Regions from separate parts of the Zea mays genome. Here region 2 is linked to region 1. The links are chromatin contacts, called in public Hi-C maps. All regions are on one chromosome and are shown on one strand. Each heading gives the region's core, a stretch centred on a gene start, on an enhancer-like site or on the middle of the called end of the contact. The rest is flanking DNA. Distances are from core to core; before and after follow the strand shown.

Evidence for each region. A called contact is a pair of places that touch in the nucleus more often than the background predicts.
Region 2: a contact with region 1 is called in a Hi-C map of bundle sheath, with 3 times the contacts expected there. The contact joins two enhancer-like sites. A contact is called at or near these places in 2 of 25 Hi-C or Micro-C datasets (bundle sheath and ear).

The regions. Positions count from the first base shown.
Region 1 is chr10:49,439,950-49,447,523 of Zm-B73-REFERENCE-NAM-5.0, forward strand. No RefSeq gene overlaps it. Among protein-coding and RNA genes, the nearest start is that of LOC103641072, 190 kb to the left of the region's middle. Within about 2 kb of position 4,167, at least 4 of the 20 cell types and tissues checked have an H3K27ac peak or open chromatin away from gene starts, as enhancers often do. A contact at or near this core is called in bundle sheath, where this site is marked.
Region 2 is chr10:49,994,540-50,002,113 of Zm-B73-REFERENCE-NAM-5.0, forward strand. No RefSeq gene overlaps it. Among protein-coding and RNA genes, the nearest start is that of LOC100217236, 120 kb to the left of the region's middle. Within about 2 kb of position 3,917, at least 17 of the 20 cell types and tissues checked have an H3K27ac peak or open chromatin away from gene starts, as enhancers often do. A contact at or near this core is called in bundle sheath, where this site is marked.

The DNA.
Region 1 (7,574 bases), core at 2,917-5,416:
GCCTCGCCCGAGCCCAGCCTCGGACAAGGGCAGCCGACCCCGGAGGATCTACGTCTCGCCCGAGGCCCCTCTCCAGCAACGGGCATACTTCCGGCTCGCCCGAGGCCCAGTCTTCGCCGAGAAGCAACCTTGACCAAATCGCCGCGCCAACCGACCAAATCGCAGGGGCATTTAATGCAAAGGTGGCCTGACACCTTTATCCCGACGCGTGCCCTCCAGTCGACAGAGCCGAAGCGATCGCAGTCACTTCGTCGCTCCACTGACCGGTCTGACAAGAGGACAGCGCCGCCTGCGCCGCACCGACTGCTGTGCCACTCGACAGAGTGAGGCTGACAGGCAGCCAGGCCCGGCCTCAGGCACCATAGGAAACTCCGCTCCGCCCGACCCAGGGCTCGGACTCGGGCTCAGCCCCGGAAGACGACGAACTCCGCTCCGCCCGACCCAGGGCTCGGACTCGGGCTCAGTCCCGGAAGACGACGAACTCCGCTCCGCCCGACCCAGGGCTCGGACTCGGGCTCAGCCCCGGAAGACGACGAACTCTGCTTCGCCCGACCCCAGAGCTCGGACTCAGCCCTGGCCTCAGCCGACGGTCTCCGCCTCGCCCGACCCACGGGCTCGGACTCGACCTCGGCCTCGGAAGACAGACTCGACCTCTACCTCGGAGGAGCCTCCACGTCGCCCAACCTAGGGCACGAACCGACCACGTCAACAGGAGGCGCCATCATTACCCTACCCCAAGCTGACTCAGGCTGCGGGGAACAAGACCGGCGTCCCATCTGGCTCGCTCCGCCAGATAAATAATGATGGTGCCCCGCACGCTCCATGATGATGGCGGCTCTCAGCCCCCTTACGGAAGCAAGAGGACGTCAGCAAGGACTCGACAGCCCCGACAGCTGTCCCTCCGCGAGGCTCCAGCACTCCTCCGACGGCCACGACGCCACACGAACCAGGTGCCAAGACCTCTCCGGCTGCCACGATGGCATGTACTTAGGGCGCTAGCTCTCCTCCGCTAGACACGTTAGCACACTGCTACACCCCCCATTGTACGCCTGGATCCTCTCCTTGCGCCTATAAAAGGAAGGACCAGGGCCCTCTTAGAGAGGGTTGGCCGCGCGGGAGGACGGGACGACGCGTAAAGTCCCTCGCTCTCTCCTACGCGGACGCTTGTAACCCCCTACTGCAAGCGCACCCGACCTGGGCGCAGGACAACACGAAGGCCGCGGGTTTCCCCTTTTTGCCTGTCTCCCTCCTTTGTTCCCCCCTTCGTGCTCCGTCTCGCGCCGACCCATCTAGGCTGGGGCACGTGGCGACAGTTTACTCGTCGGCCCAGGGACCCCCGGTCTCGAAACGCCGACATCTTACTAGTAGTTTTTCCTGGTTTTAGATTTGCCTAATCTAGAGCATCCACTTGTCCTGGTCTAGCTTTCTTTTAGCCAATTCATATTTCACTTGTCAACTACGATGAGTGGTCGGAGGGTAGAGTCTCCATGACCGAGGAGCAACGACGATTCGAACCGATTATACCCAGCTGGGGATCCCTAACCACACGACATATGTAGCACTTAAACCTTGCATATGTCAACCGTTCCCACAGATCCTCCACAACATGAACCGGTCCGTGCTACCCGGGAGCACAGTACTCCTCCATCCACCCTCTAGCCAGGAGGGTACACGCTACTCCCACCATCTCCCACACCCAGTGCACGGTTGTCTTTTCACGTATGGAATAGCCTGGTTCAGGCTTACCGAAGCATGTGGATAGTTGAAAGGTCTCCACCACAACAGGCCTACATCGAATGGTCCTTAATCGACACAGACGGGCGACCTTGTCCACTCAGCGTCTGGTCTAGATGTATTCAAACCATTTTCCCATTTTTGGTACCCGACAGGGGTACTCTTTTCCAAATGATGAACCCACTCTGGCCGAAGTGGAATCATCACCATAAGTCTGCTTTGATTTTTGAAACGAAAGGCCCATAACCAATGTTCCACGATCATTCTTTTTGAAAACAAATGATTTTTCAGTTTCTAAGCAGGGCTAAGCATTATCAGTTCTTTTTATAAAACCGGGATTAAGGAGTTTCCAAGGAATGGTAATGCATCAATTGTTTATCACACAACTCCTATCACCTAATGCATCAAATAAGGTGAAAAGCATTTAAAACACAAGGAAGGGGCGAATGCACCGGGGCTTGCCTGGAATAACACTACGTTAGTGTTTGTTAGACGATGTCCGCTTGACGAGTATCTCTCGACCGAGCACTTGCTTAATTTAACCATCTTCAGGTTGGTCCATCAACTTCATCCTGCGGATTCAGCCCGTGCTTGGGGTCGACTTGGCTCGTCTTCCGCATCACGTGATTATTTATCGTACCTCATGAGATGCACGATGCACATGTATGAGCACAAGTAGAACGAGTATAAGATAGATACTCTATACTAAAAAGGATGAAACACTTAAAATCAAGCATTAAGCACCATGGATATCATAGCAGAGCATCGACTACATTCATTAACCAAATTGACCTAATAACACTAGAAAATCTATTTTTATTCCTAGCTTTTTATTATCTCTCTAAACTGTGTAACTTAATTACTTGATTTAGCGAGCTATCTAAATTGATCATCACAATATACGCATGCTAAATTAATAATATTTACTGGGACCAACAATTATATTTAATCTATTTATAGACCTAGTTAACGGGAATACGAATCAACTTACCCTAACTAATTCGACGCGATAGTCGCAAGCACGACGATGATTTCCGGTTGACGTCTTTGATCACACATGTCTGGCGAGTGATGTACACAACTTTACTTCTCGATCAGACACCCATGGGATTTATTTTGTCGAGCTGGTGACGCGTGACCAACACCAGAGTGTCTTCACGGCTTGGGGGCTTGGCGTAGACGAGGATGATACTCGATGACTTGTTCGAGCACTTGGTGAATACCATGCTGCTAGCTTCGTCTTCACCCCACGCTTGGGATTTCATGACGATGCACGGAACGATGACGGGATTATGTCTAGAGCGAGCTGACGAGGTGGGGTTGAGCAGGGGATAACGGATTCGACGACTCGACAACAAACGTGAGCACGCGCGCGCACGAATGGGTCGGACTGGGACCAAAGGACGATGAACGTGCAGAGCTTCAAACTCACGCGCGCGAGATAAACAGACGCGCGACCAGAAACTTAAGCATCCGCGACCGACGAACGGCGCCGCAAGGAGCAAGACGAGCTCTACAGCATTGGCAACGGCACATCATCGACAAGAACACTGTGCGCAGCCAAGGGTAACTTGGGCGAGCTGGGCGATGGCGCGCAGACACCGGCAAACTCGACAGCGGCGACCAGGGCGAGCGCAGCAGGGAGTAGGACAGCCGCGGTCGGCGAGCACCGGCAGCGAGGGCGCGGTCCGAGCGCAGGAGGGATGGGGCGCGCGTGCACGGAGCTCGGCAGGAGCGTGCGCGCGCAGAAAAGGATCGAGCTGGAGCTGCGATGGCGCGGCTGGAGATTCGACGAGCAGGAGCCAGGCGCAGAGGCGAGTTCGGGGAGCAGCGCGCCGTCCACCAGCGCCGCTGTCACGGCGACGAGGCACGCGAGCAACAACACTGCGGCTCTCCACGACATCGTCACGGACCTGTGCGCACCTGGAGCTTCGATAATCACGGAAGCAGGGAAGCTCGCGGGCGAGCAGATGGACAGGGGCGCGACTGGGTACGCCATGGATTGGGCGCCTGGCGAGCGGACAAAGGGAGGAAGCGAGGGCGCTTGGGGGAGGAAAGAGAGAAGCAAGGGAGAGAAGGACCCGAGCCATTGGCGTTCGCGAGCTTGAGAGGAGATGGGGCGCCGGCGAGCCAGGGAGCCGGACGCGGCACAAGGAGCGCTCGGCCGGGGAGCGCGCTGAAGGAGAGATAGAGGAGACGCACTGGGGGAGAAGCAGAAGAAGCACCGCGGGGAAGAAAAATCCAGTGTGACGGCTGTAGTATCCAAGTGCTTGAGCGGCGGGATTTTTCTTCAGAACTGAGCGGCGTAGGGGATAAGAACAGCAGATGAGCGGCGCGGCAAAAAAAATCCAGCGACGGATGAAGTCGATGGCTGGAGAGGATAACTGGATAACTGGATAAGAGAGATAGAGTGATGTCGAGCGGTGGGAGGAAGATATTTTCTATTTTTTTTATTTATTTTCTCTTTTAACTATGTATAGCATCGATGGAGCCTGGAGTCTGAACTCGATATTGGCAGTGACTGTTCTTGGTCAGTTTCCGGAAGAGAAATGGTAAAATCCCCTAGCTACTATGCAGGACGATAGTACTACAAAGGAAAAACTAAACCCCCGGCAGATGGAAAGAGGCGGCAGCTAGAGATTTTTTTTTTAGATTTTTCCATTCCTTTATTTAACAGAGTATCGCAGATATTTTAGAATTGGGGATTTTTAGCGATGACCAAAGGATCGACGCGCTATACGAATATGCATATTATTTTCTCGAATTTTGAAATAGGAAACCGAATTGTCCAGCAATTATTCCGGTTTCGGTTTATTTGAACAGCCTGCCTCAAGTAGCGCATTTACCGAATTTATCGAGATTTCTCGAACCGAGCGAAATACTTAAGTGACAATTTTAGTTCGTCTTAATTGATTACTTTTAAATGGGCACTAGGCTCGACACTTCAGAAATAACTAAATTTTAAACGGTGCGAGCCGAATGTGGCATCGCAATCGAAATTTCCCCGAGAAGACGTCAGCTTTGTCACAGGAGCGAGATATAGACCGATTAAACCTGACAAGATCAGATTCGATATTTTAGTCGACGTTTGATTTAGTCGAATCTAAACGAATTTCGCCTCCTATCCGAATTCGTATTCGCTTACTCGATAGATTTTAATTGGGCACAGGACTCGCAAATTTTTGGAACAATTACGTTTCGAATTTCGCGAAGACTTAGGAAGAGTCTAAATAGACAGAAACAGATGCGATATTAAAATCGCGATAGGCGAAGATGATTAAAATTTAGCATCTGTTTTATCCGCCACTATCACGTGTTAAAGTCCGCATTCGTGGACGATCAGACGATTAACACTAGGGGTGTTACAGCCCTCCCCCCTTAAAAGAATCTCGTCCCGAGATTCGGAACGAAAGACTTCTAAGGGTAGAGAAGCACGTAACCCATGTCCATATCAGCGATAATCATAAGACAGTTCCAAATAAAGGCAAGTGTCTCAGAATGTTGTTTCTCTAGTGGACATAACATGTATCACCTTAAGCTAATTTAGAAATGTCCACCAAGAGAGACGATGTCTGCCAGAGGAACACATAAGTTCCAAGTGTGCAGTTTGCTTTTTTTTCTAATGACATTGTACTATCTGAGTCTATTGGGCGAGCGGTAAATACGCGATTTTACCCAAATAGAATCAGTAGCAACCTCTCGGGTAAAGCACACAGAATGAGGTTTACCAACAAGTGGTCACGATAAGTTCATAGCACATGAGATGGGTGTGGATGTCGAATACTGTCGCGGTTAACATAAGGCTAACCAGAGAATTCAAGTCCACGAAAGATGATAGAGATTCAAGAAAATATCAATGAAGAGATCCATTGATGTTGACTTCGCGACCAACCCATTTCATCAAATACTTAGCACGGCTCGACTTGATCACACATGCTGGAAAAGCACACGTGAGGCAATCGAGGCGTGACTAGAATGATGATTAGGGGTTACTTGCCGACTTACTCTCGATTCTTATAAACACTTGCTTACGAGGGGTTGTACAAAAGTGAGTGTAGACAACTCGATAAAACGATCTCTAAACTCAACCTTTGTTCATTAGGCAGCTACAAGTTAGTAAAACCAACTTGTTGAACTACATTTGACATTGAGCAGGTCCTCTCAGTACCATCGGTAAGCCAAGGGTTGAGAGTTTACTCTTATTAACAGTTGATCATGCATTTGGGCAGGAATCCATTTGGTCTGGTTGTTCATCCGTTTCTTCTATACGAGATGAACCAACTTGGTTAGGGAATACATGGATTGAATAAAAGAGCGAATGAACAAACTCCTGCATTTCAGTGGCAGGGGAAGCATATCTCTATCTTGAGAGCTAATCAGTTGTCTCTTGACACTAAAAAGCTCCAAGGCTTCATGTTTACCCAAAGGATGTAAAGGGAACTTGTATGAGTAGTCACTACCAAGATCAAAAGAAATAAAACCACACAGGAAAGTCGTATGCCCTTTTGATCCAATGGAGATGACAGATGTTGCTTGGTCACTTGACAAACAACATGGAAATTGTTTCAAGGGAGGAGTCCACGGAAGATCACACATCGGTGTAGTTCCACAATGGATCATGACTAGAGACCTCGATACCAGCATGCGCCAAGCAGCAGAATCCTGTGTGCACATTCACAGGAGGCTCTCAGTTTCGCCGTGGTACCATAAGTCATTAATCGAGACGCCATTATCGAACTGGCACCAATAATGAATCTCACGTGGTAAGAATAATTTGTGTAGAGATAACATATCAATATAGTCTTATAATGGATTATGACTACTAACTGTGATACTAGCGCGTGCCAAGTAGCGCAACCATGTGTGTGCACCCACAGGAGGCCCTCGGTTTCAGCGCGGTGTCACCGATTTTAGTCATAACACCATTACCAGACATAACCAATAAGAAATCTCACGCAACACCAATGGATTAAGCAAGGGTGACTATACAAAGAGACTCTACCTGTCAACACGGTTACAAGTAGAGAGCCAAACAAATCATGGCCCGATGAAATGAACAAGGCATGGCCATAACCTAAATTGGTTGGTGAGGGAGTACGATGAGAGACTGATAATTTAGCCCAAGCATATTTCTATGCCCATTAGAACAATTACAAGTCAAGGATTAAGTTGGTATGCCCTCGATAGGTATGGGAAAACCAAAGGCCTCAAACTTAAGAAAATGATCGGACATGTATTTTCTAGGTTGGGTTGATAAAGTGACAAGATAATCCGCAAGGAGAGGCCAAATACAATAGAGACCTCAACCTGCATCAACTGATCAAGAAAATGGTTCTAGAAGGAGACATGACTTGAGATTCTTGTTTTAAGCTTGGGTACACTTTATATCCAACAAAAAAATTATCTAAGCCTTTATTTGTATAAGTTTGGGTCAAGGAGGGGTAACGGAAAAATCAACTTTGGTCATGGTTCACCAACTCTGAACATGGCCTAGATTTGGGTTTAGGCAAACAAGTCACTAACCTTCTATCGACACATTAAGCACAAGAGCACATGTAGCATCTAAACATAATACCTAAGGAACGGAGAACAACTATTTTACCGAAGTTCATAATTCAACATTACACCAGATTATCTACAATCATTGGTTTCTGGAATAAGGATGAGAGAAGCATTTTGGATGTATAGGTGACAAACATGATGCAACAATCAGGATGCATGCTCGTCTTATACGTCCTCACGAGTTTGTCAACTTACTGTGGCAATAATGTTCTATATCGGTGGCATACTTACGACTCTCACAGTATTTTGCTAGTCGTCAGCTACACATACGTTTTCGA
Region 2 (7,574 bases), core at 2,667-5,166, 550 kb after region 1:
GTGGATGGAAAAAAATTTTAGGGCTAGTTTGGGAACCCTATTTTTCTACCGGGTTTTTATTTTTCCAAGAGAAATTAGTTCATTTTCTCTTGGAAAAATAAGAAGCCCGTGGGAAAATAGGGTTCCCAAACTAGCTAGCTTAGTGACTTGTATCTGCCAGGCACTAATGTAGTGATGTTAGTGATACTGTTTGGGTAATTAATTGTTGAAGAAAAACTATTGCATGTGATTTGACAAATTATAGTTTGTATTTCCCTGTGTCATGCTAGTGCAATTAGATACACCCTGCAAGTTGCTGACGCCTAGGGCTCACAATGGGCTATAATTTTTGCACTATAAGATTTAAGGATCGAAACGGGTTAGGATCAGGCTTTATTTCTAGTCATTTTTGAACTATAATTTATTTAGGGCCTTGACATTTTGTAAAGAACTATTTGGATCACGATCCATTACCACTCCTACTGACGCCTGAGGATGAGTCATGCTGCCCATTGATGGAGCTGTGGTTTAAGCCTAGACAGGCCAATAAAGAAGGCTGCTGGCTGGCAGTTTCTGTCACACCAAATACGACGGCATGACCATATATCAACACAAATCACTTTCGAAATTAAAAGGCACGGCGAAATCGGGGTGGAAAAAAATTCTACAGCGCCTTTGATTCTCCCTCACGGGAACACGCTGCGAATATGCCTGAGGTTAGGACTACCGGCACGGCAGCCAGGAAGAATGCGATTCGACGGGTCAGCGAAGAGAAGAGCATGGCATGTCGTTTTCAGAGTGTCAAAACAAAGCGGCCGGTTTTAAAACCCACTTCCTCGTGGATGCGGCAAAGGATGAACATGATTTCACTTTCTAGTAGTGGCCTAGTGGGCGCTGTCAGCTAATTAGACGATGAGAGTCCAGAACAAGCACTGCTCCGAGACGTGCATTTGGCCAATCAGATCGCTTTGATGACATTTCTCCAACCTTCCACGCAAGGCATGCGCAAGATACAAAATAGTTACGGGGTGGTAATCGTAAGTTTAGGTGGTTACACGAATTATAAATGTGACAATTTCTTACGTAACGAAACAAGAGATGTTGCACTTCCGCAGGCAAATTTTTCCCCATACTAGTGTACTGGTATTCATGGTTCTAGAAACAAAAAACAAATCCGGGGTTCATGCAAATTTTTCGGGCATGAAAAGGCCAGGCTTCCCCGATCTTCTATGGAAATTTCATGGCCCTGCTCACGGATAGATTGCTAGCACTCATGTCATATGCACCTCCAAGTTAATGAAAAGCGTACAGGGTGGAATGAATGCCCATATAAACATGGCTAGTATTTCTCCCTCACGAGCGCCTTTTCGTTTACACCAATCCAGCTCTAGATTAGTATGAATTAGAATTAAATCTATACCACAATCCATGTCCCAAAATAATCTAAGCATACTCAATTTTTTTTATTCGGTTAAACCCATCATAGATTATAACCCAAGAGTTTGGGAATTTTTTAAACTACGGAAGGTATGAATTCTATCCATATCTCATTAGGTATGGAACAAATCCATTAAGATATTGCACAAGTTTATATTAAAATTTATGGATCAAAAGAATAGCTAACTTTGATAGGTACATGGATTAAATGATGTATTTAATCTCACTATTGAATTGTGTGTGATATATAGATTCATCCAATTTAGATCCGGATTAAATCCATGTTAGGATTTATTTCCTTGTAACCAAATAAGGCCTGAGTTGACTGACTTGCAAGATAAATGTCTCGTTTTAACATCAAGGTACTAGAGAAAACTGAAGAGAGAAGTATACTGAGCATGGCTGTATGAACACACATGATTATTTGATGCCGCGACTATCTGAACTTAATATATTATAATTACATTAATTCATAAAGCAACTGCTAATGAACTGACAATAGACCATACGTGTCAAAAAGCATCATGTCTATATAGAAAATTAAATCTACATCAAACGCTAGAGAGAAATTCACTGTTTCTTTAAGTGAGGATCGAGGACGAGGGTTTGATAAAGACAGTAGGGTGTTGTAGTGTAGATTTACTCAGCAGTAGTCATGTGGTTGTTGCAAAAAAAAAAAATGATTATTCACCCTAAATCGTGTATGTTCTGCTGCGGAGTGTGGTTTTGAAGACACCATATTCCCCATTCACCGTTATCATGACGACGTCAGGAATGGAGTAAGCCTAAGATCTTCCGACATCAAGGAATAGAGAGCTATCTTACTGAAACCAAGTAGATTGTTTTTTTCTCTTCTGTTCAGCTTTTTAGGGTTTAGGGTATCTGAAGGTGTCACCGATCCGGAGTATGAGAAGATTTAAAGTGAAAGGGAAGCTGTTCCCTCGCTTTATTGGGCCATTCTTGATCCTAAAGTGAGTGAGAGAAGTTGTCTATCAACTGGAGTTACCTAACCATCTTACTTTATAATTAAAGAAGTGTCTTAGGGTACCTGAGGAGCAGCTACCTATGGAGGACCTTAGTGTTCAAGATAATCTGACTTATAATGGGTATCATATCAAAATCCTTGATACTTTGACTCGTGTTACAAGAAGTAAAGTGATTAAATTGTGTAAATTGCAATGGAGTCATCACAGTGAGGATGAAGCTACATGGGAAAGAGAAGAAGAGCTACGAGTAGATTTTCCCCACCTCTTTCCTAGTTTTATCTAATCTCGAGGACGAGATTCTTTGTAAGGGGTGGATTTTTAATACCCATATTATAGAACTTATAAAAGAGTTGATCTCGTTATATGTGTTTCCATCCACTGATCACTTCATGGAAATAATCACTTTTAAAGAATTAAAATAAGGCACACCCATAAAACCATGTATCATGTGGAGTTCTCATGTTTGTGCATTTAATACTGGCAAGATTAATAAAGATGTGCTAATGTCCAAATTAGGATTTAACCCAAAATTTCAATTTAGAAAATTTGAAGATAACCTAAAAAAGGAAAGAGAAAATGCTACCCAATAGAAATAAATTTATTATAAATCCTTCCCATAAAAGTATGTACACTTATTTTGAAGATAAATGATCCACAAAGTTGAATTTGAAATTTGAAATCTAAAAAGAAAAAGAAAAGGAAAACATAAAATGTAAAGGAAAAGGGGAAGAAACCAACCTGCGCTTGGGCCTAATCCATCAGCCTCGGCCCATTTGCGTTTCTACAGTAGCCAGCCCACACTTTCTATCGCGCCACACGCGCACTGACTTGGTGGCCCCACCGTCCAGCAGCCCAGTGAAAACCCATCTCTGCTTGTGCCAATGCCGCGTGGGACCCACCCGGCCCAGCTCTACCTCCTCCCCACAACGGCCTCACCGAAACGCTTGGAGAATCAAGCCGGCGGATTCATCAACCGCCCGTGGGTCTCGCTATGGACGTGCCTCCCCAGCGACATAAAAGTCTTCCCTCGCGACTATCCTTTCCCTATTTCCCCCTGCTCCTACATAATCATCAAGTCGTGACGCGCCGCCAACGTGAACCACTCCATCCCTGGCCGGTACCCACCTCGAGTCAAGCCGAATACTACGCGACCATCCCTTCCACCAGTGGTGATCGCGCGAACCGGTGCTCGCCGAGCTTCTGGAGGTACGCCTCGGCGTGGTACCGCGCGCCATCGTGGCCTTCAACCCATCCGCGACGTTGACAACCCGCTCGCTTTAATCACGGTAAGCTTTCCCCTCTGTGCCCCGACGTACTCCCTGGTCGCGCGTAGCTCTGGCGCGTCCTGGCCGCCGCCGTTGGGCAACGCGCGCGCTAATGCCTGATGTGGAAGATGAATGCGTGCCATTGATCCAGCCCTGTACGGTGGTGATCGGACGACCGTAGCCACTCAGTCAGATTGATGCGCGACCGTATATATCTGATCGGGTGGTTGTAGGCTCAAGTCGCTCAAGATCCACTTTAGATCGTAGGATCGGGATCCAATGACCTCGATTGCATACCGACTCACAACCACGTCGGTCTAATCTAGCTCGTTCGCATGTGATCCAACGGCCAGAATCTCTACGTACCACTTCGACCGCGCAGTTTTATAAAGAAACCCTCCCGCGGTCCGTCCTGGTAGAAGTCAGAGTCTAAGGAATTTTTATGGTTTAGCCCCTGGCCTTTCCAGTAATTGGCGCGCAGTCCAGTAACCAGGGAAAATGAGAAAAACAATATAGAAATTGATTCTTAATACAAAAGTAATTCTAGAAACTTGTTTAATTCATAATAAATTCATTTTAACTCCAAATTGATCCATTCCAGTGGCATTAATTTTGTTTTAATGTTGTCCATCACCTAGTATCTCTGTTTAGCCATGAAACTTGGACTAAAATTATTCACTTGAATTACTCTATTCTAGGTATTAAATAACTTTAGAAATTCATAACTCGATAACAGTAACTCCGAATTTAGTGATTCTTGTTCCTACGATCTCGTTACGACGCGTAGAATGTTATCATGCATTATGTTCTACTATTTGGTACAATGTTATTTCATGTTATACCATGTTTGTTTGTATTGTTGCGAGTAGACGAGCCAGCCATTGAGGACCAGGGGTTCAGCAGGTGGAGACTACTGAGCAGGAGCTCGTTGAAGGCAAGTTGTGCCCTTGATCACTTTTTTTACCCAATCATGTTCTTGTTATTCATAATGATCTGCATAGGTTAATTTTGATGGGACCCAATAGGTTACCCTAGTTTGACTATCTTTATACCTTGTTTAGCACTGAATTTTTGGGTAGTACCTATTATTGCTTTATATGGTTTTGGGTATGGAGATACACAGTATTCATGGTCACACTTTTATTATCAGTCTATTATTTACTGTTCATGATAATATCATTATGTTAATTGGAACATGGAGAACCACCCGGGCAAATAGTGCTACCACAAGGGTGGTATGGGATGCCCTTGGCTGACTAATTAGGAAAGCTAGTCGATGACTACCTTACCCGAAAGGGGCAAGGGCAGTAGGGGAGTGGTCTGTGTAGGGAGGCCCTTGGGTTGATTTTGCTGCGATGGCGGTCAGGCGAGGGGTACCTGCATTGGAGCTTCCTAGAAACTGTAGCGGGTTTTCTGAAGCTAGTGGAAGTTTGTTAAGGCCTCGTAGTGTTACCCTGCCTCGCTTCCTTGGTAGAGGTGTATGGGAAGTCGCGATCCCTTGGCCGGTGGGTAACATGACTTGTGGGTAAAGATGTGCAACCTCTGCAGAGTGTAAAACTGGTATATCGGTCGTGCTCACAGTCATGAGCGGCTCTTAGACTCACATGATTAATTTATGGAATTAAATTCAATTTTGTCATTTGCATCACATTGGGATTTATTATTATTTTGATTTACTATTACTATGGTTTGGTATTTACTTACATTTAGTAAATGCTAATAAAATTTGACCAACATATTAAAAGCAATGCTCAGCTTTAACCCTTATTTGTTGATCAGCCTTACACTTCACATGAACTCCCACTTTTGGTGAGTTCATGCACATTATTCCCTATGACTTGTTGAGCTATGATCTTTTGTGAGCTCACTCTTGCCCTACAATGAAGCATACGAGTTGATCTAGGTGGCGTCTCCTAGTCAGCTTTGTGGCACCAGGGAAATAATAATTAGTTCACTTTATTATTATCATTTATTTTTGTAAGACTTCCGTTATGTAATAATGACATTTATGATATTTATGACATTTATATCTATACACTTTGTCATTATATGTGATGTTCTTCCTTGGCGCACATATGAGACGCACCCGGCTTTATCCTTTAAATCCGGATGTGACAGAAGTGGTATCAGAGGAAATGTTGACTGTAGGACGAAACCTAGAAAGGCCTAGACAAAACCCTTACCTACTTATCTTACTCTGATTCTTTCTATACTTTTCTTGATCCTGTCTCACCTTCTAGTGTTCTACTCTGATTACTCTTACCATTTCTATTCTAAGACAAGGAGGATTTCACACTTTGGAATCCTACATCCATGACCCTCTAAAGAGATAGGAGACCCAAGACAAAATTAAAATTATTTTCTCTACTTGAAGTAAATTGTTGTTTGTTCTGATGGTAAATGTTTGATTTGCTTCTTTGATTGATTGAAATAGTATAGCAGGGCACTCTAGCATGTACCACCATAAGGTAATTAGAATGAGTAGGTGACACACTAATCTACTTAGCTAATAGAACCCCAAAAGATTCTGCTTCACAATTACTCTTCTATTCTACAATTCTATCTTACCATGTATTTCTAACCTAGATGGTCAATACCAGGAAGGGAGGAGGAATTGATCTACCTGCCAATCCACACAACCAGAGGGTACTTAGACAACAACAACAAGCAGATATGAATCCTCCAAATCCTCCACCAGCCGGAACTGATCCAGTGGTTGCAGATGCAAATGCTGCAACAAATTGCTGATACTATGGCAAATATACATGCGCAAATGCGGTAGGAACGCCAAGAGATGCGCCAGGAAAGGCAAGATATGCAGGAGGAGATGCGTCAAGAAAGAATGGGGCGATAGCAGCAACCTCCATTGCCACCACCGCCACCACCACTTCCACCCTGGGACAAGCACTGGGAATTTATGAGCCACAAGCCGCCTACCTTTGCCAGCTCTCCAGATCCTCTACACGCCGATGACTGGTTGATGTCAGTAGAGAAGATGCTAAACATTGCCCAATGCTCCGACCGGGAGAAGGTTCTCTATGCTTCTGGTCGTCTGACTGGTCCTGCTGCTGATTGGTGGGATTCTTATACTGCTGCCCATGACGCTGCTGATACTATCACTTGGGTTGAATTCACCACACAGTTCAGAAATTACCACATACCTGCTGGACTGATGAAGATTAAAAAGAAGGAATTTCTATCAATAAATTAGGGCAGCATTTCAGTTAGTGAGTACCGTGACAAATTCATTCAGCTATCATGGTATGCTCCTGATGAGGTGGCTGATGATGAGAGAAAGCAAGAGCACTTCATTGAAGGACTCAATGGGCCAGTACAATATGCACTGGTTGCTCATACCTTCCCATCATTTCAGAGGCTGCTTAACAAAGCTCTAGCTATTGAACACAAGTGTGTTCAACTGGGTGACATGAAGAGGAAGGCCGTTACCCAGGGGCAGGGTAGCAGCAGTATTCGTCCTCGCTACGTTCCGCCCTAGGGTACACCAGCTCGTCCAAGAGGAGGACCGTGCCCAGCTCAGTACGCTCCACAGGGGACTCCATAGACACCCACACTCGTCAGGCTGCCCCCACTGGCACCCCGGCGAGGCCTATAGGACAGAGGATAGGCCCTACATGCTTCAAGTGCAGTCAGATTGGGCAATATGCAAATGCTTGTCCGGTGGGGATTTCCAGCACACTAGCTCCAAACAAGCAACCGACTCCTGGCAAGGGATTCAACATTGGCAGAGTTAATCAAGTCAGTGCTAAGGCCACTGTTGACGGAGAGGACATCGCTATCGGTATGTTTTATATTAATGCAATTCCAGCAGCATTATTATTTGATTCTGGAGCTACGCATTTGTTTATTTCTGCTCGATTTGCCACCACCAATGAATTACCACTTCAAA